3 separate regions of the Mus musculus genome follow, and regions 1 and 2 are each linked to region 3. Evidence: chromatin contacts called from public HiChIP or PLAC-seq and promoter capture Hi-C data. All regions are on one chromosome and are shown on one strand. Each heading gives the region's core, a stretch centred on a gene start, on an enhancer-like site or on the middle of the called end of the contact. The rest is flanking DNA. Distances are from core to core; before and after follow the strand shown.

Evidence for each region. HiChIP or PLAC-seq counts read pairs in DNA pulled down with a chosen protein or histone mark. Capture Hi-C pulls out chosen DNA fragments and counts their contacts.
Region 1: a promoter capture Hi-C map of pancreatic islet shows a contact between it and region 3. The contact joins the promoter of B3galt5 here to the promoter of Hmgn1 in region 3. A contact is called at or near these places in 1 of 484 Hi-C or Micro-C datasets (nephron progenitors), 1 of 115 datasets of contacts at active chromatin or transcription factors (embryonic stem cells) and 2 of 9 other capture datasets (liver and pancreatic islet).
Region 2: an H3K4me3 HiChIP or PLAC-seq map of forebrain shows a contact between it and region 3, with 3 times the contacts expected there. The contact joins the enhancer-like site here to the promoter of Hmgn1 in region 3. A contact is called at or near these places in 4 of 39 promoter capture datasets (the 3T3-L1 cell line, embryonic stem cells, hippocampal neurons and 1 more), 5 of 484 Hi-C or Micro-C datasets (the G1E-ER4 cell line, embryonic stem cells and granulocyte-monocyte progenitors), 2 of 115 datasets of contacts at active chromatin or transcription factors (embryonic stem cells and forebrain) and 1 of 9 other capture datasets (embryonic stem cells).

Annotation. Positions count from the first base shown.
Region 1 is chr16:96,279,620-96,282,860 of GRCm38.p6, forward strand. B3galt5 (UDP-Gal:betaGlcNAc beta 1,3-galactosyltransferase, polypeptide 5) reads left to right here and starts at 1,413. Exons shown (of 3, transcript NM_033149.3): 1 at 1,413-1,459.
Region 2 is chr16:96,324,408-96,327,612 of GRCm38.p6, forward strand. No RefSeq gene overlaps it. Among named protein-coding and RNA genes, the nearest start is that of Gm41510, 26 kb to the right of the region's middle. Within about 2 kb of position 1,919, at least 59 of the 459 cell types and tissues checked have an H3K27ac peak or open chromatin away from gene starts, as enhancers often do. A contact at or near this core is called in embryonic stem cells, forebrain and hippocampal neurons, where this site is marked.
Region 3 is chr16:96,126,021-96,129,429 of GRCm38.p6, forward strand. Hmgn1 (high mobility group nucleosomal binding domain 1) reads right to left here and starts at 1,705. Exons shown (of 6, transcript NM_008251.3): 1 at 1,570-1,705; 2 at 1,412-1,441; 3 at 1,291-1,320; 4 at 1,133-1,183. The coding sequence starts at 1,584.

The DNA.
Region 1 (3,241 bases), core at 163-2,662, 150 kb after region 3:
TCTGGTTGCATCCCTCACTTGTTTGAGACCAAGGTCACCTTGGCTGAGAAACTATGGGATAGGTAGGGATGGGATTGCTCAGAGGTCAGGTAGAGCCAGGAGGGAGAGGCAGATGTGGAGGGTAGTGGCCTTAGCCCTGAACCTGGAAGGAAGATTCAGCCCCCAGGCTGCAGGGGCCTCTGTACATCTTAGTTCTGCTTCTACATCAGTCCCTGGTTACCCTAGGAGACTGAGCTTCTTCATGAAGCCCTGCACAGAGTAGCAGCGTGGGAGTTTAATAATCACGGGTGTTGGCAGTGTATCACTTAAAGCCTTTCCTCTCCCGCAGTCCCCACAATCCATAGACCCTGCCCACCTTCTCTGAAAGGAGTCTATATCATTAGGGCCACGGATTCCAGTCGTTCTAATGTTTGCTCCACATTCCTAGCCCAGGAACGCATTTTTGTAAAAACAACAGCGTGCTAAACTGTAGGCAAACGAGAACCTTCATTGTTCTGAGAACATGGAAGACACGACCTTAAGGAAAATAAGCGACCTTCGCTTGCTTGGGATGAGAGCTGTGCATCTTCGGAGCTTCTCAAAGATTGTACTGTGCAGCTAGGGCTGAGGACCACTGAATTACAGCAGTATTCAACTGGTAAAAAACTGTGCAGTCTTGCACATATGGGCGCATAAATATATGGACATGTTTCAGGCCAGAGAAAGGTCTGGTGTCTTCTGCTATTCCAGCTAGTCTCTTTCCCTCGGTTCTACCAACGCATCCTTTCCCACTTGGTCTGTGTCAGAGAGCGGTACCCAGCACCAGCCTCTTAACTTTCCTGTGCCTCAATTTCCAAACCTGCAACACGGGAAAATGAATTGTACCCTTGTCACTGCCCAAGTAAATAGGATGCAGGCACATTCCCATGAGGTTCTTTGACCTTGCACAAACCTTTCTTATGAGAATTCTCGCCCTGCCTCACCCCCACCCCTGGAGCGTCGTGGTCTTTCGGTGGTCACTGGGTGTGGGAAATGCAGGACCCTGCGGTTTGGCCTGCACCGCCAGTAAATTCAAAGTTAACTTCAAGACTGTCCCCTGGGAGGGCTAGAGCGCACAGCCCGCAGCGGCCCTAGAGGAGCTGAGGATCTGCGCAAATGCTGGTGCCAGGGAAGATGCTCTGGCCAGCGCACTCGGGAGGCGGGACCTTGGCAGCCGGTTCCTGCTGCTTCTCCATAACGCAGCAGCTCGCTGCTCTGTGGTCCAGGGACCCAGGCTCTGACTAACCGGCCGCTGCTGCGCTGCGGGACTCAAGTGCACCTCCTCCCGCCGCCGCGCACCTATCACAGTCCCTAAGCGCATTGCCGCGCGCTCCTCCCACTTGCAAATGCCAGTCCAGCTTGCGGCTGCCCTGGCCTGGACAGAGCCTTCGGGCCGCCTGCGTCCCCTGCCCTGTCCCTTCTCAGCTCCAGCAGGACGACGGTAAGGAATTGCTGCGGGAGGCGGGGGCGCGGGGCGCAGGCACTAGAAACAGCAGGGCAGGCTGGCATCCATGTGTTCTTCCTGTAAAATTAAGGCAGAGATATCACGGAGCTTGATGAGAGCTTGGATTCACTGACAGAGACTTGTATATATACCACACCGAAGGAAGTTGTGCTTCTGGGTGGGTAGCAGCGCACATATAAATGAGGGTTACACATCGATGGACACAGCACAGGATTCAAAAGAATAGCTCGAGCTAGAGAAAATAACATCAATCAAGTCAAATTCTAAAGCCAACTCCGAAGCATCCTGCTGCAGCAGCTCCTGCAGTGTGTGGGCCCAGGGCTGAGAACAAGAAAGAAAAAAGCCTTCTTCTCAGCCAGGGGTGACAGTCAGGGATGACAGCCAGGGGCTGACTTCCTGGGGTGTTCTTCTGTTCATGGGAGTGCCTTGGGCTTGATAATCAACATTTTCTTTGGTGGTGAGTTGTGGGTAGGGGTTAGATGCACTATGATATGTGTGTGTGTGTGTGTGTGTGTGTGTGTGTGTGTGTGTAGGTTTTAATGCGCTGGGGTCTGGGGAAAGGTTTTGCTCCAGTCAGTGTTGGGCTTTTATCCATTTTATAAATGTAGGAAATTCTTAGTTCATGGCTGAGTTATATGCATGTTTATTAAGCTCATTTGTGTATAATGAAAATTTTCAGTTAAATTATAGCTTTGGGCAAGGAATATAGCTTTAGTGATACAGTTGCCTCTGGACATGTGGGAGGCCCCAGCTCAATCTTCAGAACTGAACAAAACAAAACAAAACTGTCTGTGTTTAATTTGTCCGTCAGCCATCCATCCAGTCTTGTATATGCTCCGTCTAACTGTTCCATCTCTTCAGTGTCTTTTCTTTAAAACAAACCAACCAACCCACCCAGTTTGAGTAATGTGAGCATTTGGCTTCAAAGAGATCATGTCAGGATTGACTGTTTTCTGTCACCTTCGGTTTTTGTCTAATTAAAAACTAAAGTCTGATTTTTGAGGGAGAAGCTCAGGACAAGGTTGATGACACTGAGAAGTGACCCTGAGGAGCAGGTCCTACAAAGGAAGGACCAAAGGGGTCCTTCCCCCCGCCCAGCTTGACCCAGACAGTTGTTCCTTTCTGAATGTCCCTCTGAACAGATGGCCCTTTCTTGTTGGTTTTGGGCAGGCGCTCTGAATAAACCTGGGCATCTCTGAGTCATGAGATGGGTGAGATGTCCCAGCATGATGGTAAGTCTCCTTTCAGCAGGGTCTCCTTCCGTTTCACTCTCTGGTCTCAGGAGGTAGGCAGGGCAGGTTCAGAGGATCCTAGAAGGGCCTCCAGAGAGCAGTCTCTGTTTCTCTGGGCTTGGTCTTGGCCTTTGGTTCTGAGCTCAGAAACTTGCCATCCGTTTGGTGTGCTGTTTAACTGGGCCTCTGATCCCATTTCTCCTGGGTTTTCTGTCAGGACTAGATCCTGGTCCAGAACATTCACCCACAGTTCCAGTGTCCTGGAGCAGCCGCTTGCTGCAGGGCATCCTCTGTCCCTAGATGAGTCAGTTAAGATGTGACCCTTGCTTGGTCCTGACAGAACAAACATGTCTTCTCACCTGACTATGAATATCAGCCGTCAGGAGTTCACTGCATTGGCTCCACCCTGGGTTGGGTGAGCTGAGTGTGGGCTTGCGTGCGTGCGTGTGTGTTCACGCTGGGGTGGGGTTGTAGGAGAGGAAGGTAGAGGTGAGAGTTGAGGAGTGGCCTCCGGTACACGCAGTTG
Region 2 (3,205 bases), core at 669-3,168, 200 kb after region 3:
TGATTCCTTTCCTCACTGGCCAGACCTTTGTCACATGGTTCATCTAGAATCAAGCACTTTTGGGAGAGGTGTCTAGGCCCTCTGCATTGCTGTAACAGTATACCTGAGGCTGAGATATTTATAAAGAAAAGACTGTATTCTCATAAATGCTGAGAAGCCTCAGGTCAAGGCCCTCTCAGGCTTCCCTTACTTTGTCTTCTGAAGGCTTTGATTTGTTCCTGGCTAATCAATGACCGTTAGCCTGAGATGTCAGGCTCCACAGGACAGAAGTTGGGTCTGGGGTTATCTCTGACTACAGGAGCAGAAGCATCTTTTGGTGCTTTTCCTGGGACGTTCTGGAATGTTCCTTGTTCTCTGGGTTCTACTGACTCTGACCCACTCTGAGCCATTTTGCCGGACTTACATGGATTTCCTGTTCTACCTGATACCACTCTGCTGCTGTGGATCTGTTATGAGTCTAGAGAGACTTGGTTCCTGTAGACTGTAACTGTAAACCTTAACTAGTGTGTACAGAAAGCCTATAGCAAAAGTCGAACTTCATAGGGGAAGGGCAGAATCCCGTCTTTAAGAGGGCCCTGTTTTGGTATTCTGTGCAGCAGTGAACCAGTAGATGAGCTTTTCATTAGAGGGAGGGGCTCACTTAAGAGCCAGAAGTAGACCTGTGGCCTGTGGAGAGGGTAGCTGAGATCTCTGAAATAACCATAGGAACCAGGATGTTTGTGTTAGCCAGAAACACAGGAAACGATGGTTGCCAGAGCTTCCCTTCCCAACTACCAAGATGACTTAGGCAAGGTAAGTGGTTGTCATAAAGCAGGAGCGGATAGGGCATAGACAGGTTCTAATTTGTGGGGCAGATGTGTGTGGAAGCTTGGAGGGGTGGCAGTTAGAGCTGGCAGAAGCTGAACAAGGGGCAGTAGGACCAGTGGCTCCAGATCTCTATCTGTTGTGTATATTAAAAAAAATTGGGTGGGAATTATAATACAGTTGTATCACATCTCCCTTCCTTCTTAATTAAGAATATATTATATAATCAGTAATATGTTTTTTCCTAAAAACATAAAGTAAACCTGCTCAACCCATGTGATAGGATTTGCATGTCTGTTTCTAGTTGGTATTGGAGAACCAGTTGTGTGCTCTTCCTGAGGAAGGCTATTTCCCCCACTCTCAGCATTCTCTAGTTGCCTGTAGCTCTTTGTCTGGGATTGAGGCCTTGTGGGCTTTATTGCCTACAATATGAGGTATTAACTAGTCATGACTATGCTTTATTTGGGCACCTTAAGAACACAACCCAAGGTGTCCACAGGCACCTGGTTTGCACCTTCAGAGACGAATGTTCTTGAATTCAAGCTAAAAAAGAAAAGAGAGAGCAAAACAAACCGAACTACTTCCCACCCCTAGTCTAAATCATGCAATAGCTGGCCACAACTTTCCAGCATAGACAGCCCTGCCCACTCTGAGGACGATCTCTCATGGCACCTCTGGGCAAGCTCTGACCAGTACACAAGAAATGAGACATGTAAAGTTAGCTTGGGCCTGCATTGTCAGAGGTCAGGGTTTCACAGGTTTTCTTACCCCCAAGCCTAAATGAACCTCTCTGACCTCCTATGGCGAGCAGAGGTCATTTTCCCACATCACACTTCTCTTTTCTAGGGCGAGACAGACCCACGGGGCGTGGGAAAGGAGTTCACTGGAGGAATGGGCTCCTGCCACCTTAGCAGGAGCTTGAGGAGGCAGAGCTAACGGATCAGAGGTGAATTGGCAGCCTCCACACTGAAAAGCCATGTGCTTCAGCTGCAAGGGGAGCCAGGGCCTTGGAGGTGCAGGTGCAGGTTCATTGTGGCCGTGGAGCTGTGCGTGTGGCTGAGGCAGTGGGGAGGAAGCTGGGGCTGGAACCCATTGCCAGGTCTCTCTCTGGCTGCTGCTGTTGGTGGTGACCATGGCAACCTGCAGTGAGGGCAGTGCCTGCTCCACTTGTCCTTCCAACTTTGTGTGAGTTCCAGGTTTGCCAACAGTACTTTGGAATCATACAGAGAAAGGGATCACGGGGGAAATCGATCTGATTTGATCAAGTTGTCATCATGGAAACCACCCTAAGCGTTCCTCTGAGAAGGTGTGTAGGGTGTTAGCGATAGCCAAGCAGTCTTACACTCCCATTATCCTCTGAGCTAATGATCCCCACCCCCACCCCCCATGCTGGTGGCCAACCCCCCCTCTCCCTTTGCTGGCGTTTGCCAGCACCAATGAAATGACATATAAGGACTGCTAACAGGAACATGGCTTGCCTTAGCAAAGGATTGAAAATGATGCTTACATTCCGGGGTGGGGGTGGGGGGAGAAAGCAACAGAAATTGTGCACCAATGCAGGAATAACACTCCTGGCTGTGGAGCATGAATCAGCAGTTTTCATGATGTTTTGCTAATTTGAAAGCCTCCCTGGCCGTGCACAGAACAAGCAGAGAGCAGTTGAAGAAAAGCTCAAATCTCAGTTTCACTGGGACTCCTGTTCTTTCTTTGTAGCCTGTGAATATATTTCCATGGCCATGCACAAAAATTTAAAGTTTCTAAAAACTGAAGAAACAAGCCCAAAACAAAAAGACTCTGTTGTGCAATGATTTTGTTGTAGAGTGAGATACCCACTCTACAGCAATCCCCAGTACAGTAATAATTACACCTTCTGACAGTGACTTTAAGCTATCGTAGGGGTTCCCTCCTGCTGAGGCAGGTATGGAATGAGGCAAAACACTTGAGCAATGGGGTCTAGTGTTGTGTTCGGCCAGCAGACCACAACCTGGGTTTTAGCCTGGAAAGGCATTTTGGAAACCTGGAAGAGAAGAGGGGCTAGGTGGCGAGAGAAAGAAATGTAGCCAAGACAGTTATTCTGATCAAAGCTCAAATTTTACTGTTACGGCACTCAGTTATGAAGGAAGGGGGAGGGGACCCGATTCCTGCCGAATAATCCAGTAGAAAGGTGCACGTGTGTGGCTCAGCAGGTTTTAGCAGTGGGCGTGGCAGAACGAATGAGCAGGAAGCTCCACCCCTGAGCAAGCAGGTTTCAGGCTGGGGGAGGGGAGACTACAGTCTAGAACCAGAGAAGTGGGTGCTGCTGAGAGGAGATGCATACACAGGGTCTGTTGGTCGGCTGGAAGCTTTGTCTAGAACCGGACTGGGAGATACTAGGTTTGGCACATGGTTTGTTCTCTCTTGG
Region 3 (3,409 bases), core at 455-2,954:
TTTGGGAAAGCCAAAGGAAATCTGTTTCTTAAGCATGGTGGCCAGGTGTCAGGATGCATGCATGTCACCCCATTAGGTAAGAGGGACTGGAAGGCAGGCAAAAGGAAAGACAAAACACTTACCAACTCATTGCCCAAAAGAAGAAAATGGTTAATTGCTGCAGCAAACCTACTTAAGTCAAGCCTAAACTGCTCTTATCTTAAACTTTATAAGCAGCTCAAAATATAAACAAAAACATTAGAGGGAAATAGGTACGAATGCCCAAGTTTATACATACAGAAGAGACGGGGGACAGAAATATACAGACACTCCTTAGACCCTCAGGCAGTCTTCATGTCAGGATTGCTGCCCTGCTCTAGCCCAAGAAAGTCTAGTCCACATTACCACCATTCCTTGAAGCTGTATTTGAAAAGATCACAAACTATGACTTGAGAGATAGACGGTTCCCTGGCTAAGTTAAGTACTCAGCTGCTCTCCCAGAGGATCCAGGTTCAATTCCCAGCACTCACTTGGCAGCTCCAAACTATTAACTCTAAGTCCTCTTTTGGCCTCCAAAATGCACCTACCCACACACACAGGCAAAATACACACAAACATTTAAGGTAAAACGCCAACTAACTATGGGGAAAACAGTTCCTCCATTTTTACTCTGCTCCATAAAACGTCCTGGGCGGGGAAACTTTACTTTTAAACAACGTGCATACTTATGCGTCTGTGCATGCTCGGGCTGTGTCTGCAGAAGCCAGAAGAGGTTATCAGATCCTCTTATCCCTTGGAGCTGTCACTCAAGAGACTCAGGTCCCTCTGTAAGAGCATTGTGCATTCTTAACCAGTGAGTCATCTTCGGCTCATACAGGCTCTTGAGTTTTTGTGTTTTGCATGTACGTATGTGCACCGTGTACCTGCTGCTGGGAATCAGAAAAGGGCACGGATCCTCTGGGAACTGGAGGGACGGATGTTTCTGAGCTGTCCTGTGGGTGCTGGGAACTGAACTCAGGTCGTCTGCAAAGGCCATGTCGCTGCGGATGAGCGAACGGACTACATGCCGCCCCCACCCACCTTCCAGAAACCTCCCCAACACTTAGAACAACCTCAACTAAGCGGCCTGCCTGGACACCTTTTCGAAACCTACCTTTCCCGCGGCCTTTTTCGGCTTCGCGTCCACCTTGGCAGGGGCGGGCTTCTGGCAAGAGATAAATTAATAAAAGAAGGGGGTGTGAGGCGCTGAGCGGGCGAGCTGGGCCCGGCCCGCTCGCTCCCGTCCCGGCCCGGACCGAGCGCGGTACTTACGGCCGACAGCCTCGCGGAGCGGCGCTTGGGCTGCGGAGAGAAAGACGGGGTGAGCAGCGCATGTGAGCGGCACCCCACCGCCCGCCCCGATCCGCCCGGCCCACCCGAGGCCCGCACTCACCTCCGCCTTGGCGGCTCCATCCGCGCTAACCTGCAGGAGAAAGCACAGCGGAGAACAATGCGGCCGCGTGACGTCACGCCCAGCCGCCCGCACCCCGCGAAGATTCCAGAGCCCCTCAGACCCGAACCCTGCGGGCGCCGCGGCCCCGCCGCACTCACCTTCCTCTTGGGCATCGTGGCGGCGCGGGGTGGGAGACGCGTGCGTCGTCGGATCTGTCACCGAGGAGCCGCACTGCCAAGCCGCCGCCGCCACCACCACACGAACTGCTGCGACCCGTCGCGGGGGCGGTGGGAGAACCGGATGGAACCGGATTGGAGCCCGCCCCCTCTCCCCCCGCGCCTCCCCGCCAGCCGGGCCGCCCCCAGCCTCCATTGGCTGTCTAGGCCCACCGCGCGCGCCAGCGCCCCAGCCCTTGCTCCCGAATAGGCACGGCGAGCTGTCACTCCGCCGCATCGCCCCGCCCCCTGGCCCCCCACCCCTGCGGGCGCGACCCCGGCCGAGGGGCGGGCCGGAGTCGCCCGACCCCGCTAGGTAGTTTGTTTGAAGCCGACAGCAAAAGTGCGGCCTGCGCGCTGATAAGTGGGGGCGTGTCACGTGGCCTCAGCATCGCTTTCCCACAATGCTCCGGACCCCAGGCGCCCGCCCGCGGAGTCCACCCGCGGACCCCTCGGGTTCAGCAGTGCCTAGGCGTGATTTGCCATTCGCCCGGGAGGGCACAGGCGCAGCCAGCAGTGCGCAGGCGCGCGCGGGCCGGTCGCGCAGACTCAGGCTGTCCTACGCGCCTTTACTAGCCTATTTTTAGGTAACTATGTCTGTTTTAGGTCTTGCAGCTGTCTCGGGCTCTTGCCCTCCCCACTGCATGGACCCCTCCGTCCTGTGTTCAACTGTGTGCAGGAATCACATCGGCCCTTTACAGACCCAGTCCTTCGCGCAGCGGCGTCGGGTCTAGCTCCGACTTCCAGATTGCACCTTTTGTTTATGGAAGGCAGTTAATATTGAGTATACCTCAAGAATGCAGATAGCGGGCTGGGTACAAGAGTCCCACCCGCAGCCGTATTACTGCTGCTCAATTGTAAGAATTATCATATATGTCTTTGCCTACCATAAAACTTGTATTTAGGACAGGGAATTCGAATCTTTATCTCTTGCACCGTTTAAGATTTTTACACAAACGTTTTAATCCCCCTACCCAGTAAACCCTTGTTTCCCCAAAGGCCCACTGCTGTGTTCCTGGGATTAGATGGCTTGCAGCAGTGACTCTTTGTCGTTTGAGCCGCGACCCCGTTCCCTTCATCTGTGGTCCCATCTTTTCATGCATGCCAGACTGAATTAAGACTGTGAGGTCCTACCCCAACTAGTGGGGGAAAGACATTGACACCACTGGAGTTAAAACCAAATGCACTTCCTGTCCTTTGGTGTTTTAATCTCCTGATTTTACCCTCTTAAAAATAAAGTTTGCCCTTCCGGGAAGCCCACCAGAGATGACCACTCAGACACAGTTTATAGCCAATTGGAAGTCTTTCTTTCCCAGGATAGCCAGGGCCACATAGAGAAAATGTCTCAAATGACAAAGTCTATTCCAGCGGCTATTCTCAGGTATTCAGGGTTTAAGTGTAGCCTGGAGCATTTAGACCAAGGGGCTTTTAGAAGCAAAAGTTATATCCTGTTGTCTCCCTCTGTAGCTGCAGGGGAGGTTTGCAGAAGCAAGCAGTTAAAGAGCAGCTAAGGTAAGTTAGCTGGGGGCGTCTTGGCCTCTGGTCCTGGAATAGAGTTGGGCAGTTTTCTACAGGATTCTCCATCAAGGAGATCAAATTCTAGTTAAACCTGACATGGCCTGAGCAAGACTACAGATGAAAGAAGCTCTGCCCTGTCCTGCCCTGTCACACTCACATGTAAGATGGAGGAACCCCTGCCCTGTCACACTCACATGTAAGATGGAGGAACCCCTGCCCTGTCCTGCCCTGTCACACTCACATGTAAGATGGAGGAACCCCTGTC